3 separate regions of the Canis lupus genome follow, and regions 1 and 3 are each linked to region 2. The links are chromatin contacts, called in public Hi-C maps. All regions are on one chromosome and are shown on one strand. The core of a region is the stretch at or near the end of the contact, and the rest is flanking DNA. Distances in the headings are between cores, read along the strand shown. Region 1 holds the start of WDFY2 (WD repeat and FYVE domain-containing protein 2). Region 2 holds the start of ALG11 (GDP-Man:Man(3)GlcNAc(2)-PP-Dol alpha-1,2-mannosyltransferase). Region 3 holds the start of INTS6 (integrator complex subunit 6).

The links. Hi-C and Micro-C count contacts between places; a contact is called where the count stands out from the background.
Region 1: a contact with region 2 is called in a Hi-C map of blood, with 2.4 times the contacts expected there. The contact joins the promoter of WDFY2 here to the promoter of ALG11 in region 2. A contact is called at or near these places in 2 of 9 Hi-C or Micro-C datasets (amygdala and blood).
Region 3: a Hi-C map of blood shows a contact between it and region 2, with 4 times the contacts expected there. The contact joins the promoter of INTS6 here to the promoter of ALG11 in region 2. A contact is called at or near these places in 3 of 9 Hi-C or Micro-C datasets (amygdala and blood).

Annotation. Positions count from the first base shown.
Region 1 is chr22:436,580-441,177 of UU_Cfam_GSD_1.0, forward strand. It overlaps WDFY2 (WD repeat and FYVE domain-containing protein 2), which reads right to left and starts at 1,328. Exons shown (of 12, transcript XM_038569406.1): 1 at 1,152-1,328. The coding sequence starts at 1,288. LOC119865164 (a long non-coding RNA gene) reads left to right here and starts at 529. Exons shown (of 3, transcript XR_005376111.1): 1 at 529-784.
Region 2 is chr22:131,059-135,585 of UU_Cfam_GSD_1.0, forward strand. ALG11 (GDP-Man:Man(3)GlcNAc(2)-PP-Dol alpha-1,2-mannosyltransferase) reads right to left here and starts at 2,631. Exons shown (of 4, transcript XM_038569403.1): 1 at 2,421-2,631. The coding sequence starts at 2,464.
Region 3 is chr22:516,948-522,016 of UU_Cfam_GSD_1.0, forward strand. INTS6 (integrator complex subunit 6) reads left to right here and starts at 1,714. Exons shown (of 18, transcript XM_038569412.1): 1 at 1,714-1,874; 2 at 2,088-2,165; 3 at 2,764-2,913. The coding sequence starts at 1,764. LOC102156143 (a long non-coding RNA gene) reads right to left here and starts at 1,912. Exons shown (of 5, transcript XR_005376118.1): 1 at 1,836-1,912.

The DNA.
Region 1 (4,598 bases), core at 78-2,577, 300 kb after region 2:
ACTGGGGAAATGACTATAAGGACAGAAACGAACACGTTACTGCTTTCCCCCTGCCTGCAAGTGTACCAGTCACAGAGAAAAAATCTCTCTAGCTCAGCATAAAGAACTGACATTAAGGGATCCCTGGGTGGCGCAGCGGTTTGGCGCCTGCCTTTGGCCCAGGGCGCGATCCTGGAGACCCGGGATCGAATCCTACATCAGGCTCCCGGTGCATGGAGCCTGCTTCTCCCTCTGCCTGTGTCTCTGCCTCTCTCTCTCTGTGACTATCATAAATAAAAAAAAAGTCTTTAAAAAAAAAAAAAACTGACATTAAGAAAACCTACCTCCTGTTTTAAGTAAAAGCCCCAAGTCCTATACCTCGACGCTGCTGCATTTTTCAGAACGTTAGTGGGTACCACTGAAACAACAGTTCCAGATAAACGCCGTGAGCACTATATTCAAGCATCAGTCCCATGGAAATCTGCTGTCATCAGCTTAATTTCTGCATATTAAATGAATTCCGTTAAAGCGCAAATGCTACTACTGGCTGAAAAACAAAGGGAACGTAGGAAAGGCAGAACAACCCGCTTCACTTCTGCAAATTAAGTAAAATTAAGCAAAAAAAAAAAAAGAAAGGAAGCGAGCAAAGGGAAGGAACTCCGAGCTGTCTGCAGCAGTGGTCCCTCGCAAGTTCTGGTGCTTCCCCTCCAAGACACCGGAGGAGGAGAGCAAAGAAGACAAGGCGCCTCTCCTTCCGGGAGTCAGACTCCGCACAGCTTGCAGTATTCGCCGAATTCGCTGTGAGGTGCGCAGGGGAGCGGGGGGCGGGGGGCGGGGGGCGGTGGGGTCCGCGCGGGGGGCGGCGCGGGCCTGCGCGGGCGGCAACCGGGGCACCGCGGCGCTCCGGGCGCGAGCAGCCTCCGGCGCGCACCTGCAGGGGCCCCCCGCCCCCCGCCCCCCGCAGGGCCGCCCCGGGTCCAGGGCCCCGCGCCCGGCCACCCGCTCCGGGCTCCGCGCTCCGGGCTCCGCGCTCCGGGCTCCGCGCTCCGGGCTCCGGGCCCCGCTCCCCCGCCCCGCGCCGCCCCGCCCCGCCCCGCCGCAGGCCCGGCCCGCACGCAGACCCCGGGGCCGCCGGGCCGTCGAGCCTCCCCGCGTGCAGGGCGGCGGCGCACCTGTCCTCCGACACGCTGATGACGCCCTCCTCCTTGGGCACGAGCACCGCCATGTTCACCACCTCCTGGGACCCCTCGACCCGCTGCAGCAGGATGGGCTTGCGGGTCAGCGGCTGCGGCTGCACCTCCGCCGCCATCGGGGGACGCGGCGCGCCGCGGGGCCGGGCCGGGGCGACGGGGCGGGCACGGGCGGAGACGGCGACTCGGGCTGACGGGGGCCGCGCCCCGGGACCGACTCCGCGCCCCCGGCTCGGGGCACCGAGACCGCCGCGACCCGGCTGCGAGCCGGCGCCACCGCCGGCGGGGGGCGGGGCCGGGGGCGGGGCCTGCGGGAGGGGCGGGGCCGGGAGGGCGGGGCCTGCCGCGGGGGCGGCCGCCGGTGGGCGCGAGGGCGGCTGCTCTTCCGGAAGAGCGGTGGGGGAGGAGCGGAAACCCCGGGCAGGAGGCGGGGCGGGGCGGGGGGGCCCCACGCGCGTGCGCCGGCCCGCTAGCCCCGCCCCCCGCGGCCCCGTCGCCGTCAGGCCCGCCCCCGGGACGCATGCGCTGTCCGTTACCTGCGGGCTCCGCGACTCGTCACCTTCCACGTCAGGGGCTCAGTCCCCGCCCTTTTGCTGTCCCGGGAGCGCGCGGCAAACACCCCCGGGAACGCGCTTGCCACGTGCCCCGCCCCCTCCGGAGTCCCCGCCAAGGGGGCGGACGCGGGGCGGGGAGAGCGCGCCAGGGCGAGGCCGGAAAGCAGCCGCCCGCAGGCAGGAAGGCGGAACGCGGTGGGACGTGACCGGGCATGCGCGCTGCTTAGCTGTCGCGAGCGGCCTCTAAGAGCAGCGGGCCGCGGCTGCGGGCACGGGCTGCTCCCAGCGTGCACCGGGGCCAGCCCGAGGGCTCCTGGGAGTTGTAGTTCTCCGGGGCCTCCTCGCCCTTCGCCTGGAACGACCTATCGCCCACCTGGCAGCCGGGCCGAGCCGGCAGGCGGTCCCTACCCGCTGGGCTCAGGCCGCTGCCTGCGACTGTGCAGCCCGGAGATGGAGACCGGAGAGAATCCCTCGCGCAGGCGTCTTCGAGGGCGTTGAGACGCCGTCTGCGCTGTGATCCGTGCGGTTTCCTTCAATGACCTTAGCGGTGCGGGGTCACTGTGGCTCCCCGGGGCCCGCGCCCCCGACCTGCCGCGGCTCCCATCCCGGGTCCAGCCTTTGCAGCTTGCTGCAGGGACAAGGGGGAGCGTTACCGAGGTCACTGCGGAGTGCTGGGTGCCTGGCGCCAGGGCTCCTTGCACGATGACCCTCCCCGACCTGTGGGACCAGGCTCGGGGGGTCCCAACAGCCCCGCCAGGGCCGGGCCTCCTGGAAGCGCGTGTCCAGAGGCAGCATGCTGCAAAGCACCTGTCTCGCTACCGCGGCCCATCTCTGCGGAAGTTCTGCGAGGCGCTTGAAAGGGAGACCGGTGTTTCCCAGTTTGGGGACCTGGAACGAGGCGTTCCACTTCTCCGAGCCTCAGGTTCCGCATCCCTTAAGTGGAAAATAGTAATACCCACCATGGGTGTCACGTGAGACCTACAAAAGAGATTTTAAGTGTCTTCATGCACAATAGATGCTGTAGGATTCGAGCGATTGGGACATGGACATATTGGGGGGGGGAGTCATTATTCAGCTACCACTGTGTGGAATCAGGTACTATTCTTAGGCTCCTGACTCTCCTCCTATCCACTGCTGACCTCCAAACCCCTTTATGTACTGCTGCTCCACTCCGTCACTTACCTGTTCAGTAGGTGTTCCGAACATCCCGGAAGAGATCTGTAAATCCACTGCATCAGTCACACGGTGGTTTAGAACTCAGTTCCTAAGCGTCATCCTTGATTCTTATCTTCTCCTCCCAGCTCTTGTCCAAACCATGAACGAGCCCTATCTGCATGCGCTACCTCCAAAGTAGATTTTAATTTTCCCACTCAGACGCCTGGGTGGCTCAGTGGTTGAGCATCAAGCTTTGTCTCAGGCCGTGACCCCAGGGTCCTGGAATCGAGTCCCACATCGGGTTCTCTCTGCGTGTGTCTCTCATGAATAAATAAATAAAATCTTATTTTATTTTTTTAACATTTTATTTATTTATTCATGAGAGAGAGAGAGAGAGAGGCAGAGACACAGGCAGAGGGAGAAGCAGGCTCCTCACAGGGAGCCCAATGTGGGACTCAATCCCAGGTCTCCAGGATCACGCCCTGAGCCAAAGGCAGATGCTCAACCACTGAGCCACCCAGGTGTCCCAATAAAATCTTTAAAAAAAAAAATCTTTAGGGGATCCCTGGGTGGTGCAGCGGTTTGGCGCCTGCCTTTGGCCCAGGGCGCGGTCCTGGATATCCGGGATTGAATCCCACGTCAGGCTCCCGGTGCATGGAGCCTGCTTCTCCCTCTGCCTGTGTCTCTGCCTTTCTCTCTCTCTCTCTGTGTGCCTATCATACATAAATAAAAGTTAAAAATAAATAAATAAATAAATAAATAAATAAATAAATAAATAATAATAAATCTTTATTTTCCCACTTACATCACCTCTACCCCAGTCCACGTCACCATATGCTCTGGCCTCTGCCACCACAGTAACCTAACTGCTTTCCCTGCTGCTTCTCTTGAACGCTTACCCCATTCAGCCCAACCCCAACCCATCCAATCCATTTTTATTAAAGTGGCCAGAGGATTTTGCTTGAAAATATAAACCAGATCATATTACTGCTCTGCTTAAAATTTGTCAGTGCTTACCATTGCACCTGAGATAAAATGCTTCTCCAGCCTCACACTCTCTAAGACTTGACTTGCAAAGTCCCAGAAACACCAACCTTCTTCCTGCTGCTGGCCTTTGCAGTGTCTGCCTCTAGATACTTTCTTCTTTTTTTTTTTTTTTAAGATTTTATTTATTTATTCATGAGAGACACAGAGAGAGGCAGAGACACAGCCAGAGGAAGAAGCAGGCTTCCTGTGGGGACCCCGACGCAGGACTCGATCCCGGGACTCCAGGATCACGCCCTGGGTTGAAGGCAGGCCCTAAACTGCTGAGCCACCCAGGGGTCCCCAAGATACTTTCTTCTCACCACCCAGTCTTTACTCCAGTGTTAGCTCCTTAAAGAGTGTGAACCTCCCACCACTCGTGTACCCTACCTCTTCATAACACTCACTGTCCTATCACCCTGTTCTGTTTTCCGGTCTTCACTTCTACCCCAAATAATCTTTACTACTTATTTATCTCTTAATTCTCCCTCTTGTAGAAGAGAAACCCAGGAGAGAAAGGACCTTATCTGCCTTTCATCATTGTATTCCCAGCCCCTAGAATAGTCCCTGGCAAATGGAGTATTTGTCAAATGAATAAATAGAAAAAAAGAGAAGCGGGTCTGAATTTAAGTCTTTCCCATTAGAACATAATGGAAAGACTGGAATCTGGCCCTTGCCCTAATTCCTAGGATGGGAT
Region 2 (4,527 bases), core at 1,381-3,880:
AGAGAGAGAGAGAGAGGCAGAGACACAGGCAGAGGGAGAAGCAGGCTCCATGCACCGGGAGCCCGACGTGGGATTCGATCCCGGGTCTCCAGGATCGCGCCCTGGGCCAAAGGCAGGCGCCAAACAGCTGCGCCACCCAGGGATCCTGGCGCAGCAGTTTAGCGCCACCTGCAGCCCGGGGTGTGATCCTGGAGACCCGGGATCAAGTCCCACGTCAGGCTCCCTGCTTCTTCTCGCTCTGCCTGTGTCTCTGCCTCTGTGTGTGTGTGTGTGTGTGTGTGTGTGTGTCTCATGAATAAATAAAATCTTTTTTAAAAATCAGGAAAAAAAACCCATATTAATGACTAAAGTTGAGCCAGTCCTTTATTGAGTCTATTAGTTTTAAAGACTCAGACTCTATAGATAAATTTATTAAACATCCTCCATTGCTTGCACATTAAAACTACTCATTTTACGGGCACCTGGGTGGCTCAGTCAGTTAAGTGCCAGCTCAGTTTATGATCTCAGGGTCCTGGGATGGAGCCCCTCATCAGACACTGGGCTCAGCAGGGAGTCTGCGAAGGGTTCTCTCTCCCCCTCTCCCCACCTCTAAAATAAATAAATCTTTTAAAAAAAAAAACTACCAATTTTAGAATTTATTTAAATATAACTAAAAATATGTGCCATTAAATAATGTTTATCATAGAAACACAAGGCTTTCTTGGTGGCTCAGTGGTTTAGCACCTACCTTCAGCCCAGGGTGTGATCCTGGGTCCCGGTATCAAGTCCTGCATTGGGCTCCCTGCATGGTGCCTGCTTCTCCCTCTGCCTGTGTCTCTGCCTCTCTCTCTCTCTCTCTCTCTGTGCGTCTCATGAATAAATAAGGTATTTTTTTAAAAAGATAACTGCAATCAACAGTGAGTCATTCATTCAACAAACATTTATTTAGCCATTATAATGTGCAAAGGACTGAATTATGGATGTTTCAAATGGCAGGGAAGAACATGAAGCCTCTGAAAATAGAATTTCCTGTCCAAAATATTTTAAATAATCATTATAGAATCTGGAGTAGAGGAGACAAAAGTGAAGAAATAATACCCAAAGTCTGGAGAGAATACCGCTTTTCGGGATGCTATGTGTTAATTACAAATTTTCAACCTGAACAAAAATAGGTTGGTGTTACAGACCTCTGTAGATGGAATATACTAGGTCTTCTTTTTATATAAATACATGAATACAGGGCAAAACATGTAAAATGCAGTACTATTACTAGAACAAATGTAGGAAAAAAGTCTGTTTTTTTTTTTGTTTGTTTGTTTTTTCCACCAACATGTTAACAGTCGTTATCTCTGGATGGTAGCATGCCTGGTGATTTTTCTTTTTTGCTCATCTATTTCCTAACTTTTTTTACAAGAAACAATGTAGTGACTATGTGATAAAATTTTATGTGACTATTCTTCCATCAACCAGAAATAAAGATCAGCGGATAATCATGGGGCTGAGGATTCAACATGAACTTTCTATCTGTGAACTAAAACCGTCCCTGAGAGGGCTCAGGAGGCCAGCGCGGAGCCCCATCCCTCAGTCCCACGAAGGCCGAGCATCACGCCCCGAGTCCTGGGGAGGAGCTGCCTGCGCAGACCCCGCCGCCAGCGCGCATCTCCCAGAGCGTCCCAGGAGCCGCCAGGAGACCCCCCCGGCCCCCCGCGTCCCCTCGGGTGTCACTCACCCCGCCCGCCCCGCCCCCCAGCTTCCGGTCCCGCGGGATCAGCACTGCGGGCCGGGGGTGCGCGCGCATCTCCCAGAGCGTCCCAGGAGCCGCCAGGAGACCCCCCCGGCCCCCCGCGTCCCCTCGGGTGTCACTCACCCCGCCCGCCCCGCCCCCCAGCTTCCGGTCCGGGAGCCGGGGGCCCTCTCCTTCGGTTTCGCCAGAGCCCGTGCCTCTCTGCTCTTCCCGGAAAACCAAGGCCAAAACCAAACCATTGCTGCTGGTAGGACAGTGGTTTTGTCTGCAAAGCTGACGGAGTCGATGACGTCTGACCATGACCGTGTCGGTGAGGAGGGGCGGCCACGACGGGAGAGGGAGAGCCCATCCTCCACCAAGGGACAGACGCGGTAGTTCGGAGGGCTTCGTGGCTCAGTCACAAAGGAAGAGGAGAAGTGAGTAGGAACGATCCGTGACAGAGCGAGGAGAGCACCAGGAGGGAAACGCCGGCCCTCACCGCACGGGGCAGGCCGACACGAGGCGGTAGGCGGACTCTTTAATCCGGTCAGCTCCAGTCTGACTGGAAACTCCGAGGTGAGAGGAAAGCGCTGTCTTTGCGGAAACAGACGAGGACCGGGGCAGGAAGACCCCCTCCCCGCAAGTTCCAGTTGCACGAGGCGGACAAGTGTCCCCGCGAAAGAAAACGCCTGCAAACCCGCCCCACCGCGCTCCTCACCTCAGTAACTCGCACAGGCACCAGCCCCCTTTGGCGGCCGCCATCTTCCCTCGACCCCCGACCTCCGGAAGCGCTTCGCTGTTACTCTTCTCTATTGGCTCCTGAGGAAGCGGGGGGCGGGGGGTGTTCTCTCCGCCTCCGCGGGGCCCATCTTGCGTTCCAATTGGCTGCTGGCAGTAGCTTCCCACGGCCTTCCAGCCAATAGGATCTCCCGGGGAGGAGACGAGCGTTCGGCGTGGCGCACAAGGGTCCCGCCTCCAGTGGGCGGGGCCGGAGCGGGAGTTGGGCTGGGGGGCGTGGCCTGCGATGGACACCGGCGCCCCGCCCTCGGCTCCCTCCCCCACGGGAAGCCCCCCGCCCCGGGCCCGCGGGCGGTTGAGACCAATGGGAGGTCCTTGCGCGCCTCGGGTCGATTTTCCAGGTGCAGAGGTCACCCCCGGCGCGGCTGTAACGCCTGGGATCCGGCGCTCGGGAGCCAGGCGCGGACCCGGACCGGGAGCCGGAGCCGGAGCCGGCGCCCGCCGCGCCGCACCTTCCCCGCCCGCGGCCGGCGCGCCCTGGGTCCGCATCTCCGCGCCCGCCCCGCGGCCCTCCCGGCGCTCGCTGCAGGCCGCAGACCGAGTCCGCAGCGCGCCGGCCCGAGGTAGCGGAGCCCCGGGGAGGACCGGCCCTGCCAGGGTGCGAGCGCGGCTCCGGGGCCCGTGGCGCGCGTCTGACCCACCCGCGGGCGAGGGCAGCGGGTCCCGGGCCTGTCCCCGTGCGGGCGCCCGGCCGCAGAGATGCAGCGCTCACCGCGCCCTTGTTCCCCCCCCCCCCCCCCCACCAGGTGACCGCAGGATTCGGTGCCCCCGGAGGACGATGCTGCAGCCGTAAGCCGAAGAGGCCGGTCGGACAGTAAGTGTCGTTCCCGGGCGCCGGGCGCGCACACCCACCTGGCGGCCCCTGCTCGCCCACCTGGCGGCTGGCGGCCGGCGTCCGCGGGGGGCGGGGCGCGGAGCCCCAGCCCGGGGGCAGTCGGGATCCTACCCCGAGCAGCCCCAGGACAGGCGGGGGCCCCGGCGGGTCTGCAGGACACTTTCCCATTCATCTTGGTGCTGAGGAATCTGAAGCTGGCGACGTAAAGTGAGCGTCGACTTGCTGCCGCGTAAGAGCGCGAATTGCCCGGGCTGATTAAATTAATTGCCCAGAGAAGTTACTCAGAGTGTGCGGATCTCTGTACGGTCTATTCAGGTCCTGCAACTTTTTTTTTTTTTTTTTTTTTTAAACAGGCTCCACACCCACGGTGGAGTCCGACGGGGACTCAGGACCCTGAACCGAGATCAAGAGCACTTAACCAGGCGCCCCCTGCGACTTTTCTTTTTTTTAAGAACTACTTTGGATTCATTTTAATTACACAAGTAATACGTTAATGCAGTCACTTAAAAATGCAAACAGTACAGAAGTATCAAGCATGAAAAGCAGATGCACTTTGTAATCCTTTTCTATTTATTTATATATGTCTCCATTTGTTCAGCAAACATTTATTGAAAAGTTACTGTGTTTCAGGCATGGTGTTGAAGAGCTGAAAATACCGTGGTTACCAAAAAAAGGTGTGTGTGTGTGTGTGTGTGTGTGTGTGCATCCAGAGAAATCTTTAGGTTTTGTATGTGTGTAGTTTTAAAATGTTTTGTTTCACATAAATGAAATCACATAGTGTATATCCTGCAACTTTATTTTCTTCAATACAACTGTGTTTTAGAGATTGTTTCAGCTCAGTATGTAAGCATCCGTCTTGTTCAGTTTAACCTCTGTACAGTATGGATGCATACCGTATGCATACCACAGTGTGTTTATCTTTTCCCTGTGGGTGATCCTTCTGGGTGCTTCTAATTTCTCCCCTCTCACAAGCCATGTTGTAGTGAACATCCTTGTGTGTGATTTGTAGTGTGACAGTTGACTATTTCTTTTTTCTTTTTTTTTTTAAGATTTTATTTATTTATTCATGAGAGACACAGAGAGAGGCAGAGACACAGGCAGAGGGGAAGCAGGCCCCCTGCAGAAAATCCCATGCAGGACTGATCCCAGGACTCTAGGATCACGCCTTGAGCCAAAGGCAGGTGCTCAACCC
Region 3 (5,069 bases), core at 464-2,963, 380 kb after region 2:
TGGGAGGTCGGTCTGGAGCACACGGGGGGGGGGGGGGGGGGGGGTTGGGTTCACCCCGCGGCCCGGGACCCGGCTGCACCCCCGCCCCCGCCCGGAATCCGGGGCGGCCTCGGGGCAGCACCTGCGCGGGCGGAGCTCGGCCTCTCAGCCGAAGAGCAGCCAACCTCGGGGTTCTCGGGCGCCGCGGCCCGCGCCGGTGGGGACGTCGGGCCGCGCGGGGGAAGCGCTGTCCCCGGGGCCCGGACGCGCCGCGCAGCGCCTCTCGCGGGTCCCGCCCTCGCCCCGGCGCCCCCCCCCGGCTCCTCCCACCCCCGGCCCCCCGCCCTGCTGACCCCCGCCGGCTCCCCCCCCGACTCCCTCCACCACCCCGTTCCCTCCCCCCGACACCCCCTTGGTCCCCCCATCGACCCCCGGCTCCCCCCACCTCCCGACCTCCCTCGGCCCTCCCGACCCCCGCCCCCGGTTTCCTGCCCCCGACCCCCCTTGGCTCCCCCCATCGACCCCCTCGGCTCCCCCCACCCCCGACCTCCCTCGGCCCTCCCGGTTCCCTTCCCCCTTGGCCCCCGTCCCTCTCCCGGCTCCCCCCACCCTCCTCGGCCCCCCGTCGACACTCCCCCCCGCCTCCCCCGGCCCTCCCCCCGGCTCCTTCCACCCCCCTCCCCGGTTCCCTCCCCGCGGCCCGCGGGGGCGGCGGCGCTGGCGGCGCCCGGCCCCGGGTCATCAACAGCGTCCGCCGCCCCTCCCCCGCCCCGCCCCGCGCCGACCCGGGACCGCGGGGCTGCCCGCCGCCGAGCGGCCGTCGGACTCGGGGCTCGGCCCCGCCTGGCCCGCCCGCCGCGGAGGGGGCGCCGCCGAGCGCCGGGGCACCGGGGGCCGCGCCGGCCCGCACCTCCCTCCCCCCGGCCCCGGTCACCTCCAGCGGCCCGGGAGGCCGGCAGCCCCGCCCCGCCCCGCCCCTCCGCGGAGCCCGCCTCCGCGCCCGCCCGCCCGCTCGTCCCCGGCGCCCGCACGCACGCGCGCCCGCCGCCCCGCCCCGCCCCGCCCCGCCGCCCCGCCCCCGCCTCCGCGCGTGCTCCGTAACTGCCGCCGCCGCCGGCCCGCGGGCCCGCCCCGCCCCCCAGCTGTTTGAATATGCTAATGCGAGGCTGCGCACGGGCCAATGGGGCGGCGGGGCGGCGCGTCACGTGGGCCGGGGACGTGTCAGGGGCGGGGCCCCCGCGGCCCCTGCCCGAGTTAAAACCGGAGCGTGCGAGAGAAAAGCGCTTCAGTAGCGAGAGGGGCTGAGAAAGTGGTGACACCGCCGGGGTGCGGAGCGAGTCCCCGAAACTTCTCCCAACAGCCCCGGGGCCGGTCCCCGTCAGCCCCTGCCCCCGCGCCCGCGCCCGCGCCCGCGCCCGCGCCCGCTCCGGGGGTGGGAGGGGAGCCGGGCCCGTCTCCCGCCGGGGCACACACGGGGGCCGGGAGCGGGGACGGGGCCCCCGAGGCGGGGGGGGCCGGGCCGGCCGAGCGCCCCGGCGGCGGAGGCGGAGGCGGAGGCGGGGGCGGGGGGCGGCGGGGGCGCCGGGAGCGCCGGGGCCGCCGGGGCCGGGGAGTTTCCTCGCAAGTGCGGGCGCGGGGACTCCCCGCCGCCGGAGGCCAGGGCCGGGCGGCGCGCTCGCCCCGGGGGCCGCGCTCCCCGCCCCGCGCCGCCGCCGCCGCCGCCGCCGCCGCCGTCGTCTCCGCGCCCGCCGCCGCCTCGGGCCCCGGTGCGCCCGGCCGGCACTATGCCCATCTTGCTGTTCCTGATAGACACGTCTGCCTCCATGAACCAGCGCAGCCATCTGGGCACCACCTACCTGGACACGGCCAAAGGCGCGGTGGAGACCTTCATGAAGGTACCGAGCGGCCGGCGCGCCCGGCGGGCGGGGGCGGGGGCGGGGGCGGGCGGGGGCGCGGCGCGGCGCGGTGCGGTGCGGGCCCCGGGCTGCGGGCCGCGGGCTGCGGGCGCCGGGCGGCCCCTCCCCCACCGCGCGGGGCTGGCGGGGCTCGGCGGGCGCCTCGTCACCGCGCCCCCGGCCCCCGCGGCCGCCGCCCCTCCCTCTCCGCAGCTCCGCGCCCGGGACCCTGCGAGCCGCGGAGACAGGTACATGCTGGTCACTTTCGAAGAGCCGCCCTATGCCATCAAGGTAGGAGCGCCGCCCGCGCCTCCCCGCCCCCACCGCGCTCCCCTCCCCCCCCCCCGCCCCCCCCCCCCGCCGCCCCCCCGCCGCCGCCGCCGGCCCGCCGCCCCCGCCCCCGCCCCGGCGCGGCCCCGACTCGCGGGGCGCCCGCCGAGCCCTCCCCTCCCCTCCCCGGCCCGGCCCGGCGGCCCCGGCGGCGGCGGCGGCGCGGCGCTCAACATGGCCGACATTTCCCCTCCGCGGCGCGAGCGGCAGCAAGGCACTGTGGGGGATATTTATTCAAGTTCGCCGAGTGACAGCCGGGCCGGCCGCGCCGAGCGGGCTCCGCGGTGAAGGGGACCCGGGCGGGGGGGCCGCGGGACGGCCGCCGGGAGCTCGCGGACGGCCGCCCCCCTCAGCGGCGCCGGCGGGGGGAGGGGCGCTCTGAGGTGCGCGGCGCCCGGCCCTGCGGCCCGCGGAAGCCGCCCCTCAGCGGGCGGACGGCGGCCCCGAGGCGCCCGAGGATGCGAGACCGCGGGAGGAGGAGGAGGAGGAGGAGAAGGAGGAGAAGAAGAAAAATACACTAAAAACAAAAAAACCACGATTCCCACATTTTTCCTTTCAGGCCGGATGGAAGGAAAACCACGCAACGTTTATGAATGAACTGAAGAACCTTCAGGCCGAAGGACTTACGACTCTTGGCCAATCCCTAAGGACAGCTTTTGATTTATTAAATTTAAATAGATTAGTAACTGGCATAGACAACTATGGGCAGGTAGGTTGAACCAACGTCAAGGTGGAAAAAGCAGCTCATTTTTTTTTTCCTTTCCCTTCTTCTTGTGGGGAAAAAAAAAAGAAACCCAGTCAAGTCTGAAACGTATATAACGCGAAATACAAGTAGGAAACGTTTCGGGTTAAAGGACAATGTGCACAAGTGCAAAAGTGAAACCGACCATGCTGTCTATGGTCTTAAAGCCCTCGTTGCTTTTTTTTTTTCTTTCTGACCGTCCCCCCCCGAAAATGTATTTGTATTCCCAATTAGAGCCTGAGTTTTGTGCCATACAGTTGACACGAATTTGCTTTTGATCCCGTAAGTAAGGCTCACTCAGGTTTTAAAAGAAAACACCCTGACCACGCTCAGTTTCTGGGATGCTCTACCCACAGACGCCTGTGCAGCGACGGCACTGACTGACAGACACTAGTTGATTAGTGGTCTTCATTTCTGTATTACTGAAAACGTCAGTGGAAACTTTCCTGTTTGTCTTACCAGGGTTTATTTTAACCACCGTGTTTTATAGCTATTCTGAAAGGTAAGAAGATTTTCATTGGACGGCAGATAGCTGAGTACGTTAAGGTGTCTCAGCTGTTGAAGCAACTGCAGTAAGCGACTATGCAGAAAAAATTATAAATTCATTTCTGAATTAGATCGCAGGTCCAGAGGTGGTTATTATTTTTGAACTCCAGACTTTTGGAAAAGAGACGGCTTGAATTCTCTTTATCCTCTCTGCCCCTCCACCCCCACCCCCACCCCCATTATGGTTCACTAGGAAATAATGCAAGGTGGTGGTCCATTATAACTTTTGAGATTGCTGGCGGGGAGGAGAAAAGATACTGATGAATGAGTAATGTCACACATAACAAGAGAATATTGACCTCAAGTTCGATACTTAGGTTGTGCAGAAGCACTATTTACCACAATGATACATTTAGGAATACATTTTGTTCTTTTCCCAAGCTCCATGAACCACAATCTTCAGGAGTTTGACAAATCTTCCTGTGACTAGGACTTTTTGTTGCATTATATAGAAAGAAGCAGAATTGTTACTTCTTTTACAAATGTTAGTGCTTACTACCTTCTTTTACAAATGTCAGTGCTTAGTTACCTACTACTCGGCGCCTAAACATTTTTGGAAATGTTTGCATATAATCCTATAGCCTTTAAAGTATATGTGCAATTCAGGTTCACTTTGTTCTATTTCTACTGAATTGTACCTCCGTTGTTTAATTCAGTAAGTGTTTATTTTCTTAGCATATTAATCTTTATGTTTTTCTTCTCTTTAATTTCGCAACATTTGTAGTAATTTAGGTAGGTGTGTCATGAACTCTTCAGTTTGTTCCTATAAACCGGATTTCTTTTCCTTTTATAGTCCTTTGTTACATGCAGTGCTATACAGGCTTGTTGGTTAAGGTTTAGATCTAAACATCTTTGAGTTCAAAGACAGATTTAAAACTTGCCATTATTTGGTTCTTATTTGGTTATCAGGTTGTCAGTGTATAGAAGAACTATTAGTTTCCTGTTTCTCTGCGTCACCCAAGTGGGCAAGGCATTTACACGCATTTACCTCTTACCACCTATTAAAAATGTCTTAGAGTGCTTCCTTAGAAAAGCTGATTTTCATGGAAAGGCTTGAAGACATTTGTAAATTAAACCTGTGTTTTCCTTTTCCCAGTTGCCATCTTCCACCAGAGAATACTTAAGTGCTTGTGTGTAAAGCTTACAAAACGTTTGAGGTTGAAGGTGGTCCTGCTGTGCTGTTACCACTTTGACCAACAGAAGAGCCTGGGGATTAACATGTTTTTGCATGTTAGGATTTATTAATTCAAGGAGGGGGAGGGATAATGCTCAGTTATTTTGATGAATAAGCAAGGATGCATGGAGTAATATTAGTGCTAAGGTCCTGAATCGGCTCATAAAAATGACACTAGCATTAAAATAATTGAGGAAGCCACAATTTTCAAATGAAAATGATTGAGTAAAGCATTTAATTAGAAGAAAACATCTTCCCAGAGAGATTTTTTTTTTGTCATAGGACTATCTTGCTCATTTAAATATCATACACTTCCTATTCAAAAAAGGATAGATTATCAGGTATTTTGGATGTCTGAAATATTTAATACTAAATATAGTTCACGTGTTTTCTCTCTAAGAGT